Linked DNA regions of Sparus aurata: region 2 is linked to region 1. The links are chromatin contacts, called in public Hi-C maps. All regions are on one chromosome and are shown on one strand. The core of a region is the stretch at or near the end of the contact, and the rest is flanking DNA. Distances in the headings are between cores, read along the strand shown.

Region 1 (3,280 bases), core at 158-2,657:
CTTCTTTCCCCTTCTAAACAAATAAATAAATCCTGGGAAAAAAGTTCAAGGTTGGCTGGAAAATAGCTCATAGCTAACTCATTCACCAATTGATGAATCGACCAGTCGTTGTAGCGCTAATTAGTATGAAAAACAGTTTGTAAAGAAGTTCAGAGGCCTTGATAATCCATCACATTAACACTCTGCACATACACCTACGTTACTAAGCAACATTAATACAACTTTGACATGTCATTATTTAAAACTGCAGCACAGCGATGTGGCTTTCTGAGTTGTCCCCTGCAATTAAAAAGTTTAATCAGCTCTGTCTCCGAAACAGCTCTTCACACCCTCACATATCCACTCTACTTTCACTGGTTGGCATCGAAACGGACTAGACTTTTTTTTTTTTTTTTAAGACTTGTCTGACGATGATTCATTCTGGTCTTTTGAATGTTTACTAAAGGTGAAATTCCCAAATTGCATTTCTTTAGATATTTGCAAGTCCGCAGCTTTCCCTCCAAACTATTTCCCTACATGTCCCACACAGCCCGAGTAACAATTTTGTATGTAAAATATTGAATCTGAATCCATTTGACAGGGGCCACTGTCTGTGTATGTATGTATCTGATGATATAAGAGGAAACACTGTTTGAATAAAGTTGTTTTAAAAAAAATAAGTTTGGTCAAATACACTCACTGCTGTATATATCATTAGAGATGGCATTGATAAAATACTATTGTAAATCTCAATGCCACCTTTTAGACTGAGGTTGTATTGTTGTTTCCAAACAAAATACCCGTACCTACAATATCACTGGCTTATAATCTTTGTCAGTGAGTAATAAAAGGACAAACTGATCACTTGATTATTATTATTTATTTTATTTTTTTTACTTTAAAATGGATTCTTCAGTATTATTTCTTCATCTACATGTGACTGCATGGGGGATTTTTTTAAATACATATTTTAAAGAGAGCAATACTGCATTGGTTGTGTCTCGCGCTCTGTCAGGGGTCTCTGTTATTTTGTCCACCCCTGATATTCTTCCTGTCTCACCTGTCCCGGCAGAGTTGACCCTGTGCACCGCCACCTGGCTCCAGGCTCCAGGTGCAGCCCCGCAGTCCACCACGCTGTGTCCGGGCTGTAAGAGCCGGAACTTGTCGTCCATCTCCAGCAGCTTGAAGGCGCTCCGGCACCGGAAGTTCTGTTGGTGAGCAGCCTTGACGTACGGGTCTCTGAGCTGCCGCAGCACCCAGCGCTGCCCGGCGGGAGTCTTACTGCTTAACTTCTTCATCAGACAGCACGAGGAGTGGAGCCCCCTGCTCTGGAGGCGCGACCACCACATTGTTTTGACTGAGAGAGAGGTCATGTGTAGCGTACAGCCAACTGCGCCTGCGTGGAACGACAACCCGCGATTGGTCAAAGACAAACTCTGTGCGTAACACATGTATATGTCCCCTCACTGTGAAGACTGACAATAGTTCCTACCTCAGAAAGTCAAGCTTGTTCCTGCGCATTGTAATATATATATAGATATATGGAAATTGTTTTCATGCATTAATCACATCATTACATCAATGAAGTAAAAACACAAAGTCAGAAATATGCATCTTTTCCATAACTGAATAAACAAGCTGTTCTCAAGGGAAAATAAAGTCCCCAGAACACTGAAGCAAAACAGTATTAAATGGTGTTGTCCTTTGAGGTCACGTTGTTTATTTAGTTTATTCAGTCATGAAAATGAAGAGAGTTTGTTTATAGTTTGTTTAGGTATAAAATAAATGAATAACATTTAAAAAGTCATTGAAAATCATTCTTATGACATATGTTGAATGTTTTTTTTCTTTTTGGATGTGTTTGTTGTATGTTTGCTACTTGCTGTGAAACAAATTGCCCCTAGGGGATAATAAAGACTCTTGAACCTTGAACCTTGAACCTTATTTCCCCAAACTACACAGTGTACCTATAAGGCCTCTATACCTCTATAGGAGGGGGAATAAAATAAAGTACAGTTTAATTATAGAACAAATGGTTACGATGTGGTTGTCGAGGGTTTCCATTTCTGTGAAAGAAAAAATACATTCCCGTAATAAATCATATTATGAAAAGGTGAAATGATGCATTACAAGGTCATAACTATAAAATAAGAAAAGTCCAAATATATGAAGCCTGCAGTTTCTAGTCGAACATATTTGAAGGTAACACAGTCAAAAGATCCTCCAAACACATGATGGGACCCTTCTGTCCGGGCTGATGTTGGTCAGACCGATCCGGGCTCTCATACGTCAGTGCGTCATGTGATCACGTCTGTGGCGCTGCACGCGGGAGTCCTTCAAAGTGTCTTATTAATCACTTCCCTCAGTTTATTTTTTTAATATCCGTTTTCGCGGTTTTTACCGGGTCACGTGCAGGCACAGTAACAGAGCAGACGCTGAACAGGTGAGGTAGTCGCTCACGGTGCTGTGTTTCTAAAGTTCGGTCGGGTCGGTGTTGACATTGTGTTTGTAAAGTTGTATCTCATCTCTTCCTGTCAGGCCGCTGACATGATTAGCCCCAAGCTGCTGACCCTGGTGCTGGTGGTCCGGCCCGGCAGAGTGCTGCTCGGCATGAAGAAGAGAGGGTTCGGGGCAGGGAAGTGGAACGGCTTCGGGGGCAAAGTTCAACAAGGGGAAACAATTGAGGAAGGTGCACGGAGGTAAAGTCATCACCTGGCTGTCTCCGTGAAGCTGCACTGCCCTGAGGGGGTGTGTGTGGTTCACAACACATCTGACAGAGTCTGAAGGGAAACAAGCAATAAAGCTGGAATTTTAAATTTAATATTATGTCAAACAAAGCTCTCCATCAACCATGTAGTTTTTAGAGAAATTCAAATTCAGAATTTTAATACTTTTCAAAATTAGCCTCTATTTTGTGTCTCTGCTCGGTAATGAGCAGAGTGCATCTCTGCAACTACAAGGTCTATTTGAATACTCAGGGCCTCATAACAAAGGGAACACTGGAAACATGTGTTCAGATGTGTAAGTATAGGTAGATATGTCACTGGGTCAGAGTGATTTAAATTGGCACACAGCATAAATGAAAGATTTTTTGTTTTGTTTTAGAATAAATTTCCCCGAGGAACGATGCAGCTGCAGCTCCAAATCTCTAGCAAACAATTGCAAAACATCTGAAATTTACATCTGGCAACCGTTATGCTAATACAGTGAATCAGAACTAAATTAAAGAGGCTTTAGTCCAGAGCACTCAAGCAGAACCTCCAAATGTGCCTTTTTTGGAACATTTTGGCACCATCTGTGC
Region 2 (3,041 bases), core at 12-2,511, 230 kb before region 1:
GCTGATATCATTAGATCTGGAGTCAGGCGTGACAGATATCAATGTCCCAATTTTGCCGTACTGACTGAGGACCACGAATATGTAATTGCTGAACTCTGTGCAGACGACTTGTGTTGAAATCCCATTGACTTCTTTCTCTGTCTGTCTCGATCTGATAACAGGCTCAGGAGAAGACATTTTGCAAATCCTGGGGAAGAAAAAGAAACAGGAGATGGAACATGAGGATTACTTACAGAGCTGCAGCGCACTTTCATTTTTGATTATTCGTATTATTTGGGTTAATGCGACAAATAATTGTGTAAAATGTAATTTCCACAACTAAAGCCCAATTATTTCCTATCAAAGCCAATTACTAGCATATATGACAAAGAAAAGCACAACCATTTATTGGGAAAATAAAATATTTGGCTTTTTTTTTGTTAAATAACTGAAATACACAATATATTCACAAGGCAGTTTTCAAATAATTTACTGTCAAACAACTGATTGATTATCATTCTCTTTGTAAACATTTGACAAAATAATATAGACCACTGAAATATTTGTTTTCGCTTGCTAACTGGAATTAATGACATTGTAAATGAGTTTGATTCGTGCTTAAGTTACATAAGTAATAAGCAAATGAACAACCCCTGCAGCTGTCTTATTTTGAGACAGTGTTGTGTTGCATCTTTCACATAAGACATAATCGTTGCTACAAAAAAGATTAAACACGTAATACCCTGTTTATCTGCAAACATACGTGGATGTAATCTTTATTTGTCACGATTAAAAAGTTGGCTATATTTTGATACAGCACGTAGTTAGCTGCCAAGTAAAGATAGCGAACGCCAGAAGTCTTTCAGAGCTGTGTCTTAAAGTCCATATCCCAAGACTTAACGTTATTATTGTGTTACTTTCCGGTTGGATATTGAAAGTAAAGCTCCAGACAGATGATGCTCGACTACGGGGGAAGTACTGCCAGGCTGAGAGGCTAACGTTAGCTAAACAGCTACTGTTAGCTCCAGCTGTAATATTCACCGTTGACGTAACAATTATCAGATTAATAAGCGTCTGTGTAGAATAAAAAGCCTTGCTCACCCTGCTTCTTTGTCCTGGAGCAGTGTAAACCTTCTTTTGCACCGAGACTCTCCTTACAGCAACTTTGCAGTCGCTCTGTCATTCAGCCTCCACCACAAACAAGCGTGCTGCACCGGAGCTGAGCGTCTGCGCAGCTCTCTTTGCGCGATGACGTCAGTGTAGTGACGTCTGACTTCCGGGTTTGGTTCTGTGGTGTGTTTCTTTACAAGTCAACACAAGACTGAATCACTTTTTATCCTCAACACACCCATGATTGTTTCCGAATTAAAGGCTGAAGCAAGACATTTGTGGTTTTACATGTCAGTATTGGCAAACTTACTCTTACAGCTCCATATACATGTTACTAAATTAAATAAAGTTACATATGACTTCTTTTGGATTTGATTTTATTTCATTTCATATTTGATATAGCCTTTGTGATGTGGGTATCCATTTGTGTAATTTAGTCACTCATGATGCCTTTTTGTAATGTCTAATTGGATGAAATTGAAAAACAGAAAGCGAAATAAATGAAAATGCTCAATAAAATTGAGTGTTTTTTATCCCTTCCCCTTAAATTGTAATGAAAATAAATAAATGTTAGACATATAATGTCCTCTTGTTACTTGATACTCCTGAAATAATTGCAACAATTGTTACCATTTAAATTTGAATGGGTTTGAAAATGCTGAAAATGTTTCTGTCCATGGGGAACCTGCAGCAAAGTGTGTAAATAGTGTCTCAGAAAAAACATGTCATGAGGGTCTTTCACGGTTTCAGCTGAACAAAAAAAGTGAAATAATCCTATAAAGTTCATTTGTCCTTGACTTTGTCCTCCAAATAAACCTCCTTACATTTCACCACAAATTTACAGTAAGTGTAGCTGAATTTTCTGTTTTTACTTTAAGCCTACCGGAGACTTGAAGGGCACATTCAAGCATCTTTCTCTTTGTTTTTCTCATAAATAGTGTTCAAGGTTCCAGCATTGTTCACAGAGCATGTTTGTACTTAATCTGCATAGTCACTTTCCCCAAATGACTCTGATGAACCGAGGATGATTAGAATAAACTTTCCAGTATCACCACGAGTGAATTTCTTTGAGTTTGAAAATAAGCCGATCTTCTGCCCTGCTACATTTCAATCAATATTAAGTAAAAGAAACAACTCTTCCAAAGCAAGAAGCCACAGAAGCAAGAGGTTTTTAATTAAGTGTAAATGGAGCTTTAATTTTAGTGGCAGATAAACTCAGATAAACTACTTTTTTGTTTCTATGCCACGGCACAAGGGAAAAACAATGAATAGCGGCCACAGGAGGTTTTTTTGACTGCTGGTGACTGGCAGAGGGGAACGGAGTTTAAGAAGTCCATGAATTGTTAAATTTTTAGCAAGTGCAATGAAAACAAACTGAAAAACTGCTTTCAGAGCCTCGTGTTAGAGCCACATTCACATAAGCTGTACAAGGACAGTTTTGTAGGACATGGACTTTGGCTAGTGATTGGCCATCTACAGCAGTCCATCTGGCTTTTCAAGCTGCAGGAGAGGTGAGCAAATTCAAGTATTCTCACTGTTAACAAAAGTGCTTGCATGACATTTTTTTTTCAGGTGGATGTGAGGCTCCACTGAAGTCTGCAAGTGCTGCATCAGGCTGATCCAAAAGGAGCCATCCCTATGAACATGACACATCCACAATGTCAAATAGAGCGGGCTCAGCGGAATTGTTATGCACTCTGAGTAGGCAGCAGTAGGTATGAAATTGGTTGGACCGCTCCCTACACTCCCTGGCTGACCATCTGTGTCCTTGACTGATCATCTTGATCTAAACAAAACTGTAATGCAAATATCAATATACAATATCTCACCATTGCTTATAATGTAGTGTAATTCGCAGTCATACCAGCTGGAGTCAAGTAGGAAAGATGGGGAAATGTCTGGAAGCAAAGAATAAAACTACGTTCAAAACTGCCAATCAGAATTTTAATAAA

Evidence for each region. A called contact is a pair of places that touch in the nucleus more often than the background predicts.
Region 2: a contact with region 1 is called in a Hi-C map of an unstated tissue, with 3 times the contacts expected there. The contact joins the promoter of psmg3 here to the promoter of mrm2 in region 1. A contact is called at or near these places in 2 of 2 Hi-C or Micro-C datasets (skeletal muscle and an unstated tissue).

Annotation. Positions count from the first base shown.
Region 1 is chr23:22,859,619-22,862,898 of fSpaAur1.1, reverse strand. mrm2 (mitochondrial rRNA methyltransferase 2) reads right to left here and starts at 1,407. Exons shown (of 2, transcript XM_030406591.1): 1 at 1,040-1,407. The coding sequence starts at 1,352. It overlaps nudt1 (nudix (nucleoside diphosphate linked moiety X)-type motif 1), which reads left to right and starts at 2,190. Exons shown (of 4, transcript XM_030407156.1): 1 at 2,190-2,422; 2 at 2,518-2,678. The coding sequence starts at 2,527.
Region 2 is chr23:23,090,512-23,093,552 of fSpaAur1.1, reverse strand. psmg3 (proteasome (prosome, macropain) assembly chaperone 3) reads right to left here and starts at 1,261. Exons shown (of 3, transcript XM_030406498.1): 1 at 1,081-1,261; 2 at 1-187. The coding sequence starts at 177.